Regions from separate parts of the Mus musculus genome. Here region 1 is linked to region 2. A link is a contact called in public HiChIP or PLAC-seq data. All regions are on one chromosome and are shown on one strand. Each heading gives the region's core, a stretch centred on a gene start, on an enhancer-like site or on the middle of the called end of the contact. The rest is flanking DNA. Distances are from core to core; before and after follow the strand shown.

Evidence for each region. HiChIP or PLAC-seq counts read pairs in DNA pulled down with a chosen protein or histone mark.
Region 1: a contact with region 2 is called in an H3K27ac HiChIP or PLAC-seq map of thymic regulatory T cells, with 4 times the contacts expected there. The contact joins the enhancer-like site here to the promoter of Btla in region 2. A contact is called at or near these places in 1 of 39 promoter capture datasets (macrophages), 1 of 15 datasets of contacts at CTCF or cohesin (CD8 T cells), 3 of 484 Hi-C or Micro-C datasets (B cells and bone marrow-derived dendritic cells), 4 of 115 datasets of contacts at active chromatin or transcription factors (CD8 T cells, fibro-adipogenic progenitors, regulatory T cell precursor and 1 more) and 2 of 9 other capture datasets (adipose tissue and liver).

What each region holds. Positions count from the first base shown.
Region 1 is chr16:45,345,756-45,350,048 of GRCm38.p6, reverse strand. All of the region lies in intron 1 of Gm30636 (a long non-coding RNA gene), which reads left to right. Among named protein-coding and RNA genes, the nearest start is that of Gm30636, 15 kb to the left of the region's middle. Within about 2 kb of position 2,923, at least 10 of the 459 cell types and tissues checked have an H3K27ac peak or open chromatin away from gene starts, as enhancers often do. A contact at or near this core is called in regulatory T cell precursor and thymic regulatory T cells, where this site is marked.
Region 2 is chr16:45,222,775-45,227,514 of GRCm38.p6, reverse strand. Btla (B and T lymphocyte associated) reads right to left here and starts at 3,178. Exons shown (of 6, transcript NM_001037719.2): 1 at 3,054-3,178. The coding sequence starts at 3,162.

The DNA.
Region 1 (4,293 bases), core at 1,674-4,173, 120 kb before region 2:
ACTTTGTGTAATAAGTGGTTCTTTTGTGGACTTTCCTGTCACAATCAGACTTGGCAAGTGACTTCATAACTCAGTCAAGGGCAAAGCCCACAGTTCCCAAACTTAGTAAAAAGAGACAAGGGAGTATGTAGCTTCACCATGTAGCTTCCAGATTCCTGCAGTGACACTGTAGATTCCCATATAGGGCTGGGGCTGAGCTACCTTAATCATTGAGTGAGCCCATGTACAAGCAAGGCTAGGGGCTCAGTGTATCTATCACAGTCAAAACTAAGGGCTAAACTCTTACAGAAGAGAAGGAAGGAAGTGTGGGTGGGGCAAGTCTGGAAAAAGCAAATGCGTGGTTCTGGTTCTTTGTTGTCCTTCCTCTAGCTGTTGGATCCCCAGGAAGAAAGGGCCCAGGTGTTTCCTTTGCATATGCTGAATGCAGTAGATTGCTTCAGCCCTTCTGCGCTTGGACCAATTTGCACCTGAATGCAGCTATCCTCTGGACTCATCCCAGTTAGGTTGGTCTACCTGGAACCTTGGCTCCCAATTTTTTTTTCTTTTTTCTTTTTTCTTTTTTCCTTTTTCTTTTTCTTTCTTTCTTCCTTTCTTTTTTTCTTTTTCTTCTGTTTTGGCTTTTCGAGACAGGGTTTCTCTGTATAGCCCTGGCTGTCCTGGAACTCACTCTGTAGACCAGGCTGGCCTCGAACTCAGAGATCCACCTGCCTCTGCCTTCCAAGTGCTGGGATTAAAGTCATGCGCCTGGCCCATCATCCCAATTTTTTAAGAAAAGAGATAATATAAAAATATTCATCTTCTACTGTTCTTGAGCAAAATACATGGGAAAAAGTTATGAAGAAGAAAACACTAAAATATCATTGTGGAATTGTGTTTCTAGTTCAACAAACAAACAAACAGAAAAACTTGTTCCCAAATGCATTATCTGTTAATGGAGACAAATTCTGCAAAACAAATATAGCACTTACTGTCTGATGTGAAGCACGGAGATAAACAAACTTGAGCAAACAATTCCAACACAGCAGCCAATAACTGAATAACATGCGTGTTCAAAGAAAGCAGGTACTGAAAGAGTAGTAAACTCAGTACTCCAAGGTATGCTAATCATAAAACAGATAGTGACATTCCTCCACCCACCCACTTCCTGAGTTCAAGGAGTATTCATTCAAAGAAAGTCACCCTGACCATTCCTGGAAGTTGCAATGCAAATGTGCTATTGTTAGGGGCTCTTAGAAACTGTCTTGAGAGTTAACAATTACCAGGTATTCCTTGTGACACCTGTGACTTTGTACTTCCTTGTGACTCTTATCTGGTATTTTTGGTATTTTCCAACAATGCCCTTCCCACCTCCTTGAGTTGTGGTTTTTTCCTTTAAATACCCCCTTACTCAGCTACTCGGGGCGCCATGGTCCTCTACCCCTGCGTGGTGTATGACCGTGGGCCCGAGAGCGCTCTTGAATAAAAATCCTCTTGCAATTTGCAGCAAGACCGTTTCTTGTGGGTGATTTTGGGGTGTCGCCTCTCCTGAGTCAGAACGTGGGGGAGTCCTCACGTTGTGAGTCCTTCAGTACCATGTGGGAGAATGGAATGCTTTGCAGAAATAGCCTGCTGAAGAAGGAGGTGGTGATCCCAAGATTAAGTATTTCTAAACTGTGAGCCACTGACCTGTATTTTATTTATAAATGCTTTGATTTGCATATACTAAAAGAAGGTATTTTTAAACTAAGTTTAAACAAGTTTCCAGAAGGAGTACTTTTCACTTATGAACGAGAGCTTTTATGTTAAGCTTCTTATGCATTACATATACTCAGAACTGTACTCACCAACGGCAGAATTAGCTCATTTTGAGAACAAGATTCACCACGTTAGCACTCACACAATTTACGCTCTTTCCAAAATAGGCATTGCATCTGGTAAAATGTAGTTGCAATCATTAATATGTAGGCTCAAGGACTTCTATTGTTATATGAACAACATAGAAATGATATGTACACCGCTCTATGAGTTTGTTAAAAATACCACCATTAGATTTTAATCTTCAGACCTTTAAAAACTATTTAAATTTTCTAGTGAAAGGGTATAAAGGGAAATATAGTGAAAACTCCAGAAAACTTTCAAATTACAAGTTTTAATCCATTTTTTTCTTGTTTACTAAGCCAAACATAGTTGGTTTTGTAAAGTTAATAAAAACCTTGCTCCTGGATATCTGTCATTCAGTTGTATCACAGACTTCAAGGCTACCTCTCTGTTGATTTGTCATCTGTTAGAAAGGAAAATAGAAGGAAATAGTTTCTAAGTTTCCTAGCCTGAGCATTAAAAGATTTTCTACACTATTGTTTAGTATCCCTATTTTATCACTCTAAATTATATAGATTCATTATTTTTCTGCTGTTATCATAAACTGTCATGGCCAGAAGCAACCTATGTAAGGCTTTTTTAGGCTTATGGTCCCAGACAGATAAGAGTTCATCATGGTGGGAAACATGGTGGCCAGTGGAGCAAGAACCTGGGAGACGACTAATGACATCTTCAACATAAAGCAGAGAGAAAGAACCAGCAGTAGGATGAAGCTATGAACTCTCCAAGCCCACCACAGTGTTATGCCTCCTCCAGTAAACCCATACCACTTTCCCAAACAATGTCACCAACTGGGAACTAGGTGGTCAAAGGCTTAAGCCTACAAGGAAGCTCAAACCACCCAAAAACAGCTGGCCAGTCCAGCTGGCCCATCCACAGGTTCAGTTCTTGTCGCTGGTGGCTGAATTGAGATTTCTGGCCAGAACATTTCTAACGTATCTCGCTTCTGGCCGGAAGAGCACACAAGCTAAGACATGAATCAGAATCTCTGGTGGAAACAATTGTGCATTCTTGGACAAGATAGGAACCAGAGCTGATTGTTTTCAAAGTCTCTGCTTGCCTGGTTTGCTTTCATCTCTGCACTCACCTTTATTATCTTCTTTTCTCTGTCAGAAAAGGAGATGCTCTTCTGAATAAAAAAGACCCATGCAATGCTGGGATTTCCCCACCCACGTGTTCACTTCTTTGTTCCATAAAGCCTCTTCACATCTCTGAGGCCCCCTCCTCAAGGTGGAGATTTGAGCTAGAAAATGCTTGGTGATTTTCCCCAGGGCACACTTCACATAATATTTGTCTCCCAGTTTTCTATGCCACTTGAGTATAACCTCAGACTGTGCTTAAAATTACAACCCATCCTATAGATATTGATCGATATTGGGGGTCAGAAGTACTTCCAAAGTGGTTACCGGTAACTGTGTTCCCAAGCAAAGAGCTGAGCAGACAAATTAGTAGAAGAAACAGTTTATAAGAAAAGATACATGTCCAAAGGACAAAGCCGGCCAGAGCAAAGAGTTGAGCATCTCAAATGGCCCCACCTTGTAGTGTTGAGATTTTTATGTTACATGAGATGAGCACTGAGGTTCATTTGCATAGTGATGACTTAGGGACTCTTTTGTACAGTGCAGTCTTTCTAAAACATACAAGCAACATCTCTCATCAGCATCTTAAATCTTCCCTTAGATGGTGTATGTTTTAGTTATAATCTGAAGTTCCCAGAAAAGAAAAAGTTGTACTCGCATTAACCATGTTACCTGACTGATTAAAAATTTAATGACTATAGAGAGCAGGAAGGAACAAATTAGCCTGTGCTATGTCTTAATAGCTTTTTGTAACTCATCTCAGTGTGTGACCGAACATCATCTGACTCTTAGGTGTGTGTATATATACACACTGCTGACTTCCTTCAGTCCAAAGACTAAGAACACCTGATAACCCTGGCAAACACCTGCCTGTTATGCTGTAACCCACCTACCTGATATTTCCAATACTACATTTGTTTTCAAGTCCATAATGACATTAAGACATGATCAAAGTCATTTTTAAATGAATTTTCTTTAATTAATGGACTTTTATTTTTTTATTATTTATTTATTTTATTTATTTATTTACTCATTTATTTATTTTGGTTTTTTGAGACAGGGTTTCTCTGTATAGCCCTGGCTGTCCTGGAACTCACTTTGTAGACCAGGCTGGCCTTGAACTCAGAAATCCGCCTGCCTCTGCCTCCGGAGTGCTGGGGCTAAAGGCATGAGCCACCACGCCCAGCTTTCAAATTATTTTTTTTTAAAGACTTGTTTATTTATTATATGTAAGTACACTGTAGCTGTCCTCAGATACTCCAGAAGAGGACATCAGATTTCATTACGGATGGTTTGTGAGCCACCATGTGGTTTCGGGAGAGCAGTCGGCGCTCTTAACCAATGAGCCATCTCGCCA
Region 2 (4,740 bases), core at 1,929-4,428:
TAGGCTCTATGCTTCAGTGTAGGGGAATGCCAGGGCTAAGAAGCAGCATCAGGAGTGGGTGGGTTGATGAGCAGGGGGAGGAGGGAGGGGATAGGGTATTTTCAGAGGGGAAACTAGAAAAGGGGATAACATTTGAAATGTAAATAAAGAAAATATCTAATAAGGGAAAAAAAAGAAAGAAAAAAGAAAAAGAGAAAGAAAGGTGCAGGGAAGTCCACTTTCACTTCCCTTCAACTGATTTTCTCACATCCCCAATACAGTCTGCTACAGAGATGGCAGACTTGACACTGGATCTCAAGCCCCAGATATAGTTGACTCTGTCTCTGTGGTTAAAAATCCACCCATTGTTCCCCAGTGTCCACTTTCCTTTTCTAGTATCACAAATGAAAATGAAGTGAGCCACTCCCATCCAGCTCAGAGCTGAACACCTCGGTTTCTCCTACTGATGACTTGGGAACTGTGGACTATTTGTGATGGATGTGAACTCCAGGTTGTTCATTAGATGAACATGGCAATTAGGGAAAAGGCAAAAAATGTTAACGAGACCTACCAGCTCAACTTGATTTTCATCTTTCAGGCGTCCTGAGGAGCAGTGATTTCTACTCTACTTCAATCAGGAGAGAAATGATGGTCTTGAAACTAGGGGAGTTTTTCTCTGTATTTCCCCACTCTTGAGAAACACAAAAACCCACCTCCTTAGAATTTCATATTACTATAACGGTGGGAAATATTGTTAAACCATCCTTAAATAAGTTGAAAATATAGTGTTGTAAAGAATTCCATAGTTACTGAAAGTCATAGGACTTCTTCAGACTATAAAGGCTATTTATGTCATTAGTATAATTTTAAGGAATGTATCCACTATCGGTTTTGTCCAGAAGAATAAATTTTTACAAAAGATTACTTTTTACATTCTTCTTTTGAAGGGAGGGGACAGCAGGGTGCTGAGAATAGTCTAAGCCCTCATTATGTTACGTAAGTGCTCTATCACTGAACCACCCTTCCAAAACTCACCAAATGCTCCTTTCTCGACCTATATTCTTTTAAAATATATTTTATTACATTTATTTAATGTGTATATGCACATGTGTGTGTGCATGTGCACTGGAGTGTGTGTGTGTGTGTTTGGGGGGATAACACATGAATAGGGATTAGAGAGAATATTAATAACTTTCAAGATTCCAGGTTAAGTTTTCTCCCTCTACCATGTGGGTCCTAGGGATTGAACACAATTTATCAGATTTGGCAGCAAGCACCTCTACCCACTGAGCCATCCTATCAACACCCAGTCTATGTTAGTAATTTAATATGAGCAACATTGTAATCCACCATAAAAACTGCTGAATAAGGCACCTGGCCTGTGCTTATCTAAATCTTTCCATTTCATTTTCTCTATATATTGATTTATTATGTTTGGGGATAAAAATTTCAAACAAAATATTAATTATTTGAAGCAAGTATTAGTGAGACATTAATAACAAAGCATGAAGTCAGAGCTAGACATAAGTAAAATGTTCTAGTCAAAACACAGTGACTACAGCTAATTATTTTAAAATTAAGATCTGGTAAATTTAAAATGATAAGTATGTAAGGTCATAGGCAAGTTAGCTCAATTGATTTAAACATTCTACAATGTATGCCTGCATTATAATCTTACTTCATAACTAAATATCTATAGCATTTGGCGATTTTTAAAACTAGATCTACTTAAGGTTTTAATGTTAAACCTAAGTTCTCATTTAATTGGATTTTATCAAAGGTACTGAAGGAAAAAACTATTGGCAAAGGTCACCATTAACATTTATCAAGCTTTAATTGCATCTACTTACCATAGCTAGGCACTATAGGTATAAGAAAAGGCCAACTGCTAGGTATAATTATATATTTTTTAATGAAGAAAGGAAAACTAAGAAAGGAGAAGAAACTTAACTGAGTTCATAATGTAAGTAGCAGAGGGAATAAATACTCCCACCTGATAACCAAGTTTCTGTGCGTAATAAATACCAGATTATAACATACTGGGTAGAAGAATATAATGCGAATTACAACCCCAATTGTGCTATAAAATTAAAAATATTTCCTTTGTTTCACAGAGTCCAGTCTGCAAGAGGTCCCTTAGAATTAAATAGAATTAATATTTGACTCCTCTTGTCTTTCAGAGGTGGGTAATAATAAACAAGGGCTTGAATGACTAAGAAGAAGTTCTACTCTGCTCTTGGCTAGGTGGTCTTGTGACATCAGATCATTGAATCCTAAACCTCACAGTTCCAGATTTCAAGATGACATTCCACAGGACCTCAGTGGTTCTATTTTTCAATCCAACACGAATGTGCCCAGTTGCTACACGTGTGATGGTGGAAGATAAATAACCCAAGGATCCCAAGCATTACAGACCTTGTCTTCATAAACTATGGAGAATTGTTTCCTATTTTCAGTTGGCGACCATTCACAAATCATCCTGTCCAGACAAACTAAAGCGACACTCATGATTTACTCTTCAGCCTCACATCGAGAAGCCTGCTTAGTACTCTCATAGTACACCCCACAGTATTCTCATAGTATACCCCACAGAAAGAAGGAGGCAGTCTATTTAGATTGAACATTATTTGAGTGTAACCATGGCCACAGCTATAACCACAAGTATCCAAAAGCTTTCCCACCCCAGTAAGCACTACAACATCCTGCTGACATCTGATACCAAGACATGAACGTAACAAGTCTTTTCTGTTAGCATGGCAGCCACAGAGAGTTTTGTAATAGTGACAAATCTGTACTGACACATTTATAACATCTGCTCAAATCTCTTCACTTACCATCAGGACCTGGTTTTAGGAAACTTAGCTCCAGCTATGGATCAGTTTTTGCTCTGTAGCCAGGTGAGTAGCATGTCCTAACTTCACTCACATCCTGGAGCGTTTTCAAGAAGCAAAAGGGACTCATCACTCTGAGCTATATATGCCCTGGACATGAACATCCCTCTCCACAGAGCAAGCTCAACTATCACTGACAGGAACCCCGAGGAAGAAAACCAGCTTTCTTAGTAGGTCCCTTACCATTCCTCTTAGTAGCTTTCTCACAAAGGATGCTCCAGAGGCCCAGATGGAGGATGAAGAATTCCCTAAATAACCGAGGAGTCCCAAGCATGGCAGGCACTGTCTTCATTCCCAGCACGTGTCAGGTAAGGGCAAACTTCCTCTTCCTCCCTAGAGATCTTCAGAGCTGGGTCACGTTATTCACACTAGCAGCATCTTAGGCCAAAATAAATTAATTAATTTAAATCAAATCAGGAGACCTGGTGGGAGAGGACAGTGTGAGTAGTCCGAAGGATTTGTGAGAGCAAGAGGCCCTGCTGTGGTTTTGTTTCTGATCCGACCTGCTGTTCTCTTTCAAGCCCTCTGATGTGCAAAGCAGCTGGCTCCTTGCTTCCGCTCTGCCACCATTCTTGCATAACCTTGAGGTTTTTCTCAAAGTGAACAATTAAACTTAAAAAAAAAAAGATCTAAATTGTTACAGTCTTTAGGTTTAGATTCTGATCAAATCAGGGTCAGGAAATTCATACAAAAAGTACCTATGGTAAGCATATATTTCCCCTTTTTATAGTTTGTGATTATGATACTTCATCAGTGTAATGTATCTTACAACCCTCCCCCCATGCTCCCATAAAGGCACAGTAAGATGAGAATGTTCCTTGTCATGAAACCAATGAAGACTTATCTGACGTTATGGAGAAAATGACTGACAGGGTGCATTTCATCAACAGAAGAGGGAAGGGCCTCCTTCTTCAGTCTGTAGATGCCTATCAACGGAATACATGCTTGCCGTTAGTACTAGCTACACGATCTTCCTAAATATTAAAGTTCTAAGCAAAATGAGCACTTGAGTGCCAATTAGAGGAAACTTTCATTTTCCGCATGCTTTATGTGGTTGTTGTCGAGATGAAGCAGTAAAGTAAGAAATGGAAAAAGTTCAAAATTGGATAGCTCAGGGTTGCTGAGGGGCTGTGGGCACGCAGCCCACGTTCAATCACTAGCTTATAACAACAGGAATTTGGTAATTCCAAATGGAGAGGTGGCACCTGTGCAGTTTAACTCATTGAATGAAATTGAGAAATCTTTCCCTCAGAGGCTAATGGTACCCTTCCAAGGCCAAACTCCATTTAGGGTACCTATTGCATATTTGTCCAGATAAGCCACAGTGGCTGGAATACCAACATGAGTGAACGCCGCTCCAGAATTTAAGGAACTCAGCCAATCCATGCTGATGCTCACGCACCCCTGGTACGCCAGATGATACAGGTAGTCTGCAGAGCTCCTAGAATCTGCACTGTTGACCAAGGAAGCACCCTGCTTATGGTTCATTTTATACAACTCATCCCCCTTCCTTGCTCAGAATGGGGTGCAAAACTCCTGTTGGCAGTAGAAACAAGGCTCAATGTACCTCTAAAATAGCCTAAGAGGTTTCGAAGAAAAGCCTTGAATCACCACCCATCCTAAAGCTCGAGATATCATCCAAACCACAAATAAACTCTGTCAACTCCAGACCATCATAGTTCTCTAGTGGTTCTTGTTCTCTCTCCTCCTCCCCCTCCCCCTCCTCTTCCTCCTCCTCTTCTTCCTTCTTTCGGTGTGTGTGGGTGTATGTAAATGTTTATGTAGGTGTATGAACATGCTGTGTGCTTTCTGCTGGATATATGCAGGGGTCAGACATCTTTCTCAATGATTCTGCCCCTTACTTTTATTT